3 separate regions of the Mus musculus genome follow, and all the other regions are linked to region 3. A link is a contact called in public Hi-C data. All regions are on one chromosome and are shown on one strand. The core of a region is the stretch at or near the end of the contact, and the rest is flanking DNA. Distances in the headings are between cores, read along the strand shown. Region 1 overlaps Stk35 (serine/threonine kinase 35). Region 2 holds the start of F830045P16Rik (RIKEN cDNA F830045P16 gene). Region 3 has its middle 25 kb from the start of Pdyn.

Region 1 (3,217 bases), core at 289-2,788, 140 kb after region 3:
TTAAGTGGGGTGTGAAAGGAACCCCTGCTTCTTCAGCTTGCTCTGTGTGCCATGTTCTGTCCTCCCACTGGTTAGCTTGTTAAAGTCTTACTTGTATCTTTGCTGTGGCTGCCCTTTCTCCCACTGCTCTCTTCCATTCCAGAGAGGAAGTTAAGTGATTTGGCCATGTGGGTGACATCTGCTAGCTCAAGTGCTAGAGCTAGCCCAGGGTCCTCTCCATTGAGCTCCCAAAGAGAGGACCATGTAGACAACCCAAGGGTCTTAAAGGCCACTAGAAGCTTAGAGAAAGAGTACTGTCTTTTGAAGTAGGTGACAGGAACATTTGTCTAGATAGACTTGGAGAAAGACCATCAGCCGGGATCCTGAGCAGAAGTCAGAGTGAGCATTGGCGGGGCACCAAGAATGTATATGCAAAGAGCTTAGGCCTGGCTTGGCTCATACAAGGTCAGGTATCTCTGAGCTGCCAGGGGCTCTGATGTCAGCCTAAGGAGGAGGAACTTCATCTTGCATATAAGGTGGGGTTGGAGAGTGGGTGGAACAGTGCCTCTAATATTTTAGGAGGGTGGGTCAGACCTTCTGGGAAGGAGCTACAGCACCACATCTGGCAGGATACTTGTATGGAGGGCCTGAAACTAACTACACAGTCCCATGTGAAGGAGGGAAGACAGCCAAGATCAAGGAAGCCCTGTGTTTTCACAGTGGTGACATTTAGGGATTTGTGGAATCTGCATTTAAACCACACTACCCATTTTGCCTCTGTGGCTTTGGATAGCTCATCTCTCTCTGGGTTGTTTACCTGTGTGAAATGTGGGGTGGTGCTCAGACCATGGTCTTCATTGCAGCTCAGCAAGTGGAGAATTCAGAAGTGCCATGTTCCCTTTTACCCCCACCGTGGTTCTGGTTTTTCATAAACCTTTCTAGGCTAAGCATGAATTTGACTTTATCTCTCTATCTCGTGATGTGTGGAGCCCTTCTTTCCCCTAAGAAAGCCTCAGACTCCTTAGCAAGAGCCCCCAAGAGTTTCCCTTGGCATGCTCGGCTTTGAGCTGTAACCAGACAATGTTTTGCCCAGATCATTCTGGCCTTGAGCCTTTCCTTTTAAAACCACAAATTGTCCTGTCACCACATGGAAGAGTGACCTCTCCTTTAGTAACAAGGACTTAGATGGCTTCCTCCTGGTGGGAAAGTGTCCTTTGGGGAAATCCCAGGATCCCTGACTTTTCCCTGGAGCCTTTTTTCTGCTAATCATAGCAGCTACAGTTGAACCTGGTTCTGTGGGGACCCACTGAGGCAGTGAGCAGCTTTTATTTCAACCCCACACTTAATAGGCTGAGGGAAGGGTATTTGTTATGGTATCCACTTATCTAACTGAGCTATTTATCAGAGCTATTTCTAGGAACAAAATGTCCTCTTTTTTAATATAGGACCCACTTACAGCTAAAGTGCTAAAGAAAACTCCAGCCCCAGCCCTAAGACCTCTTGTCTTCCTTCAAGGCCAGGCAGAGGTCTCAGTGGTTCCAAGCTCTTACACACACAGTCAGAATGACTCAGCTGGCAGCTCTGCCTACTGTTGGTTACCATGGAGCCTTCTAAGTCTAGAATCTTCCATCCTGGCCAGTAATTTTTTTGTGTGCATTTGGTAAACTTTTTAATACTAGCAAGTTTGGCAGTACACTTAAAGGAATCAGATGGTTTAAAATAGTCTGATGTCAGTAGTACAGTGTGATCACTGACGTACTAAGATGAAGTAGGCTCCGTGTATAAAAGCCCCTCCTTGTGCTGTTGCCATAGACTCACTCACTGCCCTGTGGCGTGTTCTGACACAGTTGAGGAAAAGCTGATGTTTCTAGCAGTGTGCTGTTCTTACTGAGTCTTCTTGCTCAGGTGTCCATTGGGCCTGGCAGCTGTGCTTTCTTTAAAAATGTGTTTCTGAGGGAGTAAGATAGCTGTGGATGCAGCTTCAGACGATGGGACATGGAGCCCATATCTCTCAATGGTGTTGTGCCCTTGAAGGAGGGTTGCAGGTTCTACTTGAAGACTTTGGAGCCAAGGAAAGGCTCTGGCATGTTGAGTTGAGGCTGCCTCACCGTTTTTCACTGACTGGATTCCCTGCATCTCAGCCACACAGATTGTGCTGTTTACCTGTGCCTACCTGCAAGCTCTTGGTGTTCATGTGCTGCCTCTGGTTAGTTTTTGTCTGCATAAATCAAGCGCCTGTCTTTGATTACTCATTGTGCCGTGGGTACTTCTCAGAATCTGAGCAGGGAGATGGTCTACAGGAAAACTGCACATTACATATGTACTGTGAGAGTTTAAGGCCTTTCAGGGATTTGAGAACTTACACTACATTCCTGAGATTAGAAGAGCCTTGGAATAAATGACCTTCCATCTTATGAAGTTCTTCACTGAGCACTTGGGGCTGGGGGTGGGGTGGGGGCGGGATGAAGTCTCTACAGGAAGAAGCAGTGGCACTGGAAGCCAGGCCTCTCGTCTTACTGTCAAGTAGAGATGTCGGTCTTTCCTGTTGCTTTTGAATAGGCCAGCACGTGGGAATCTGCCCAAGACTTATTTGTGTTTCAGCCCAGGTGGTATTCTGCTTTTTTGAGAAGCTGTCAGGCCAGATGGCTGAACAAAGTAGGTGGATGGGATGTAGACTATGGGAGCATGGCTCCCTGGCTACTAGTGGATATTTACTGCTTGTTTCCTTTGAGAGCTGCTATCGGTCCACGCAACCCCCCTGACACTGACGTAGGAATGCGGAGTCTGAGTCTTTCTACTCCCACCAGAACTACACTCCTACCTCCTGAGCTGCTTGCCAGCCAAGGAGAGTAAAGCCATTTTAAAAAAGTAATTCCTATTTATTTATTTGCCATTTTACAGATAGATATTTGCCAGATTCTAATTCTGCTCTTGACATGAATCATGTACTTTACCTGACTTCTACCCAAGGGACATAATCTGCAGCCAGCCCCGTCAGCATTGCCACGTTTGGGCTTCAGGAGCTCTCTCCACATGAATGTAGAATCCGCTTTTCCTTGGGGGGTGGGGGTCTCATGCTGAGAAGCTGGGAGGAAAAGGAGACAGGAGCCCCCTCTTTCTAACCTGTCTAACTGTCAGAAGAGTCCATGCTTTCCATATGCTGCATTTACCTGTCCTGCTGTGATGGTGTGAGAGAGCCTAGGAATGTGTAGCTTGGTGCCAGAACAGCACAGGCTTC
Region 2 (2,833 bases), core at 60-2,559, 140 kb before region 3:
CAGTCCTTAGGCTGTTGAGCATTCCCAAGGTTCACCAACTGGGCCAGCACCTCTGACCTCTGTCCATTCCGGCCCACAGCAGCCCAACCTCCCACCTAAGCAGCAGTCTGGAGGGGGTGGTGACACCTCTACACCACAGGAGCTCAGCCCAGCAGGTCAGTAATGTGCCTACCTGCTGTGCCATGCTTGGGAGAACTTGTGGTAGCTGTGTCTGGGGCTCCTCTCCAATGGCCTCCCGCATGGCTCTGTTGCTAGGGAAACATCTTCCATGCTTTCCTCTGGAGACTTTTCTGAGGCCCTAAGCTTGGATATACATACCCTCACATTGGACACCAATTATTGCCAGACTTTCTTGGAGCCGCCAGCTCCTGAATAATGACACAGAGACTTATTATTTAAGAAAGCTTAGGCTCTGTAGCAGGTTATCTCCTAGCTAACTCTAACCCGACTAATTCCAGCTCACATCCTGCCACACGGCCCATTACTTCTCACTCAACCTCCACACCTGTTCCTTCCACCTCCGTGTCACACTGGTGAATCCCCCACCTCTTGATTCTTTCCCAAAGACCCTCTCTCTGTCCAGAAGTTCCATCTATTCTTTCCTGCCTCAGCTACTGGCCATTAGATCTTTAGTAAACCAATTAGAAGGCGAGAAGGGTAAATGTTTCCAACACAAGTGATGATCCATAAAAATAATAATACCAAAGTCTGGCCAGTATTCTCCTCTCTGGCGGCACAGAAACCAACATTTGCATAACACAAAGACAAACTTTACACAGTGTACAAAAAGATTACCCCCGAGATAATCTTACATTCATTCTGGATGACACAGAAGCTGCAAGAGTATTCCAGGGGTGGCGTGATTTAATTTGCATTTTCAAGAAAGTCTCCTGTTGTATGAGAGTAGACTGGATGGAGGATGATCAGGTAAGAGTGTCATCAACTGGGACATATAGTTCAGGGTGGGCCAGGGAGAGTGGACAGAGTGAGGAAAATAAGCTTTAAGTCAGGGAAGGACTGAGCAGATGAGTGAGCCTTTGATGTGAGAAATTTAGGTCTGGTCATTATTCGCTTACCAAACAAGAGTAGAAAAATCCATCTCCTTTTCTGGGCCTCAGTTTCCCTGTCTGTGACATAAGGCAGAGCAGCTGGTGCCAAGGTCTTCTGCATCAGGCACAGGCAGCCCTATATTTAGGGCCTTGGCTCTCAAGCTATGATCCAGTTACTAATCCCAGCAGGCCTGAATGCCCCATGGCAGCTGCAGAAACCTGGGGACGATGCTGCAGCTCAGGGACAGTTGCCTGTTGTCTACAGAAACTGGGACAACCAGAGGACATGAGACTTGTCTGCCCACACCACAGGCTGGGAACGGCTGGTCTGATGGCACCTTTCAACTGGAGGAAAAGTGCAGGCCACCAGCCAGGGGCTTCCTGAGCCCTTCAGGGAACTGATGTCCCAGTCACAATGTCTTTCCAAATGGTCCAGGTTCAACTCGGGGGCTGTGACCAGCCTCAGTGGATGACCCTCAGTGGGCTGATTCAGACTTCTCCCCTGGGCTCTTGACAAGGTATAAATCACTAGCTCTGGTTTATTGAGTAGAAAAATGAAGACCAAAAAAGTCATGGGCAGCAAAGCTAGGAGTTGAACATGGCTAAGTAATACTTCCATCATTCTTTGCTGCCTCTCAAGGATGCAGTGGAAGGGTGGTAAAGAGAAATAGAAGCTAAATATGTTTTAATAAATATAGACATTCACACCCACCTGCTTTGCCAGGGATGAGGACTTTCAAACAAAAGCTGCTTTGTGCAGCTGAAGTGAAGCATGTGTGTGTGTGTGTGTGTGTGTGTGTGTGTGGTGGTGGTGGTGGTGGTGGTGGATAAGCCCCTGGTCATTGTTTACAGCCTTTTTGCTGCTTATTTATTCCTTTGTAATTGCCACAGATTTTTTTTTCCAGACATATACATGCTGGGGACTGTGTGAGGCTCCAGGGAGGGAACCGTAATAATTAACAGAAAATGACTTAGTTCCTGAACCCACTGGTTTGCACTGCAGTTGAAAGATGTCCTCTTCTGGATGTCGTTACTGCTCTAGTCTCCACAAAGAGAAACCCAGGGGCTTTGTGAGGTGCTGTGATTTCACCAGGGGGGAGACCTGATCAGAATTCTAACCTGGACCTTATGGTTCAAAGCAGCAGGAGCAGCCGGCCCTGCAGGAGCAGCCAGGCCTGCGTCAGGCAATTTGATTAGGGTTTAATAGAAGGATTAGTCACAAAGGAAGACAGGGCTACAGGAGACCACAAAGCACTCGTCAGGACCCTCGTTCACAGTAAGAGGAAAGAGAAGTCAGTCGGCAGCTGATAGATGAGGGCCCCCAACAGGGGTTTCAGCTCAGGGCATGGTGATTGCGAGGTGACCCTGGATCAGTAGGCTAGGAATATGGACTCTGAGTTCATAGTCCTCTGTCTTTCCATATCCTTCTAGGGCTCCCCACAACTCAGATCATTGCCGTGACTTCTGTAGACATCTGGGATAGATGCTGAAGAAAGAAGGGGACAAAGAGGGCCAGGGAGAAAACCACGTGGTCTTTAGCCAAAATTAAGATGCTTCTGAATCAAAAGCACCTTATTGGGCCAGGGGAGGTCCAGACTCAAGACCAAGCAGGTCATAGAAATGGGCCCATAGTGATGCAGCTCCCACCCTCCAGCCTTCTGCTGGGCTGGCAGACTTGGCCTGCAGCCTGGCTTCTTGTTTTGGTAAGTCAACTTTCATCAGGACACAGCCAACCATATGACTAGCTGGCACCTTCCAGACTCTAGATTCTTACAGTAGAACTT
Region 3 (2,758 bases), core at 249-2,748:
TTTTCCAGCTATAGTGACTACCACACCCCTCTATTGAATTGGTCCATATACCCTCAGCCATGAGTGTCCTCGAATAAAAACTGCCTTGTCATCTTTTAATATCACTCAGGGCCACGTTAGTCAAACACCTCAGCATTTATGGTTTATCACCCTTGCTTTCATCGCGGTTATTACTCTAAACTTTCCCTAGAGCTCTGGGCAGAGTACATAACCAAATATCATAGGCTGTTTTAATTTCTAGTCTTATTTTATATGTATGCCTAGTTTGCCTGGATGTATTTGAGTGCACCACACCCATGCCTGACCCAGGGAGGTCAGAGAAGGGCATTGGATCCCCTTGAACTGGAGTTAAAATGGTTGTGAATTACTACTTGAGTACAAGGAACTGAACCGGGTCCTTCACAAAAGCAACAGTTGCTCTCTAACCCTGGAGCCATCTCTGCAGCCCTATTTATCTTCATACTTTTTTTTTAAGTGGAGAAAACTGGAGTGGATGGAGAGGAGCATTGTTTTGTACTTGAGTGAAACTGAAATCCAAAGGTAGTCATCCATGTTCAAGGTCCACAGGTGCGCTCAAGAATTCCAAGCCTGGTTTCCTTTTCTTTGAAACTGGGAAGTTGCTTAATCATTTCTAGCCAAAAAGAAGACAGCATTGAAGAACAAGGTATTTCAACAACAATTACAAAAGCCCAAGGACTTTTCGTCTTAATGCCAATAACTGCCCATTTATAATCAGTGCACTGCTGAGTTCCCTCCTTAAACCCAGAGTTTTTAGTGTTGGAATTTAGATTCTTTTTTTTTCTTTTTTAATATTTTATTAGGTATTTTCCTCATTTACATTTCCAATGCTATCCCAAAAGTCCCCCATACCCTCCCCCCCCCACTCCCCTACCCACCCACTCCCACTTTTTGGCCCTGGCGTTCCCCTGTACTGAGTCATATAAAGTTTGCATGACCAATGGGTCTCTCTTTCCAGTGATGGCTGACTAGGCCATCTTTTGATACATATGCAGCTAGAGACAAGAGCTCTGGGGGTACTGGTTAGTTCATAATGTTGTTGCACCTACAGGGTTGCAGATCTCTTTAGCTCCTTGGGTACTTTCTCTAGCTCCTCCATTGGGGGCCCTGTGATCCATCCAATAGCTGACTGTGAGCATCCACTTATGTGTTTGCTAGGCCGGGCATAGTCTCACAAGAGACAGCTATATCAGGGTCCTTTCAGCAAAATTTTGCTAGTGTATTCAATGGTGTCAGCGTTTGGAGGCTGATTATGGGATGGATCCCTGGATATGGCAGTCTCTAGATGGTCCATCCTTTTGTCTCAGCTCCAAACTTTGGAATTTAGATTCTTAAGCCTACCCAGATGGTGACAAAACTCCCCCGAGTGTGTTGATCCCGGTGACCACAAGGGGGCGCGCCCAGATCAGATACCGCTGGCTTCAGCCACCTGGCTTGTTACTGCCCCCTGCGGTGGATGCATCTTTGCTCTAGAGCTTAGATAGTGTACCCCAAGGTGATTATGCCCAAGTCCCCAAGCACCTGTGGAGACTGTAGCAAAGGAGCAGGATTGTTTTTGAGACTTATCAAGAGCTTCATAAAGCACACTGGATTTCTGGAGAGGACGCTAAAAGTAAATCCAGGACCTACTGTATGCCTGGACTTCATGTATCTCAACTCTACATAGACACAGGGCTTGTGGGGAAGGGCGCAGTCTAGGGAGGGAAAGAGCCTAAGCGTTGAGTAGGAGGGTGACTACCAGTCCAGTTTTCTTGGCAGCCAGCCCTGCTTTCACGGAGTGAAAACAAGAAAGTGGTCTCAGCTGTCGCCTAGCTCCGAGCCAGATTCTACACAGGGCTGTGGCCTGGGAGTGAGGTTGTGGTTTCTGGAGAAGACAGCAGCTGGATGAGCACCGGGTGTCAATATAGGAAGCAGCAGTGTCCCTACCAGGAACTGGCACTACAACGGTGACGATTGCTTCTGATTTTTATTAGGGCAGAAATGTCCCCTCCCAGGCAGAGAGCCTAGGGGTAATCTGGAAACTGTCCTCTGTTCAAAGACCCCCTCAGGACTTCCGTGGCTGTCCCAACTCTCATTCTTATACAGGTGTACCTTCAGATCCTTTCCTCCAAAACAAAGTCTCCAGTGAAGAGCAATGTGTTCGTTTGGGAGGTAGAGACGGCAAGGTGGGTCTGGGCTGCCTCCTGTGCCTGCCCATCCGCTTACCCCCATGTCTGCCTGCACCTGTGCCTGCCCATCCGCGTACCCCCATGTCTGCCTGCACCTGTGCCTGCCCATCCGCTTACCCCCATGTCTGCCTGCACCTGCGCACTGCACCTGCCTGCACCTACCCCCTGTGCCTGTCTGTACCTGCTAGTGCCTGCCAGCTGTACCTACCTGTGCCTACCCTCTGTGCCTGTCTATACATGTCTGTCTCTGTCTGGGTGTCCCTGTACCTGTCTGTCTGTACCTATATCTGCCCCGTACCTGCTTCCTGTGCCTGTTCCCTGCATTCTCTTCCCATTCTGTTGTTGCTAGCCAATTCCAGGTCCTTAAAGTTCCCCACCCAGGCTGGCAGAGTGTGAGCCTAAGGGACAAGCAGGAACTTTGTTACCTCCAAGCCCAGCTTACTTCTGCATGGGATCAGAGATGTCATGAGGCAAAGAGTCTTGTTATTTAATTTGAAACAAAGTACTTGTTATTTAATTAAGAGTCAGAGCCTTGCAATTGCTTCTTGAGAAAAACCTCCCAGTTGTCCTTG

The links. A called contact is a pair of places that touch in the nucleus more often than the background predicts.
Region 1: a Hi-C map of cortical neurons shows a contact between it and region 3, with 2.2 times the contacts expected there. The contact joins two enhancer-like sites. A contact is called at or near these places in 1 of 15 datasets of contacts at CTCF or cohesin (large pre-B cells), 2 of 484 Hi-C or Micro-C datasets (cortical neurons and embryonic stem cells) and 7 of 115 datasets of contacts at active chromatin or transcription factors (embryonic stem cells, extraembryonic endoderm stem cells, intestinal crypt epithelium and 2 more).
Region 2: a contact with region 3 is called in a Hi-C map of myocytes, with 2.0 times the contacts expected there. The contact joins the promoter of F830045P16Rik here to the enhancer-like site in region 3. A contact is called at or near these places in 4 of 39 promoter capture datasets (the C10 cell line, embryonic stem cells, hippocampal neurons and 1 more), 1 of 15 datasets of contacts at CTCF or cohesin (pro-B cells), 3 of 484 Hi-C or Micro-C datasets (the C10 cell line, cerebellum and myocytes) and 2 of 9 other capture datasets (adipose tissue and pancreatic islet).

Annotation. Positions count from the first base shown.
Region 1 is chr2:129,818,608-129,821,824 of GRCm38.p6, forward strand. The region is part of intron 3 of Stk35 (serine/threonine kinase 35); the gene reads left to right. Among named protein-coding and RNA genes, the nearest start is that of Stk35os1, 19 kb to the left of the region's middle. Within about 2 kb of position 1,539, at least 80 of the 459 cell types and tissues checked have an H3K27ac peak or open chromatin away from gene starts, as enhancers often do. A contact at or near this core is called in cortical neurons, where this site is marked.
Region 2 is chr2:129,535,293-129,538,125 of GRCm38.p6, forward strand. F830045P16Rik (RIKEN cDNA F830045P16 gene) reads right to left here and starts at 1,310. Exons shown (of 7, transcript NM_177653.3): 1 at 1,077-1,310. The coding sequence starts at 1,170.
Region 3 is chr2:129,673,678-129,676,435 of GRCm38.p6, forward strand. No RefSeq gene overlaps it. Among named protein-coding and RNA genes, the nearest start is that of Pdyn, 25 kb to the right of the region's middle. Within about 2 kb of position 1,499, at least 10 of the 459 cell types and tissues checked have an H3K27ac peak or open chromatin away from gene starts, as enhancers often do. A contact at or near this core is called in cortical neurons and myocytes, where this site is marked.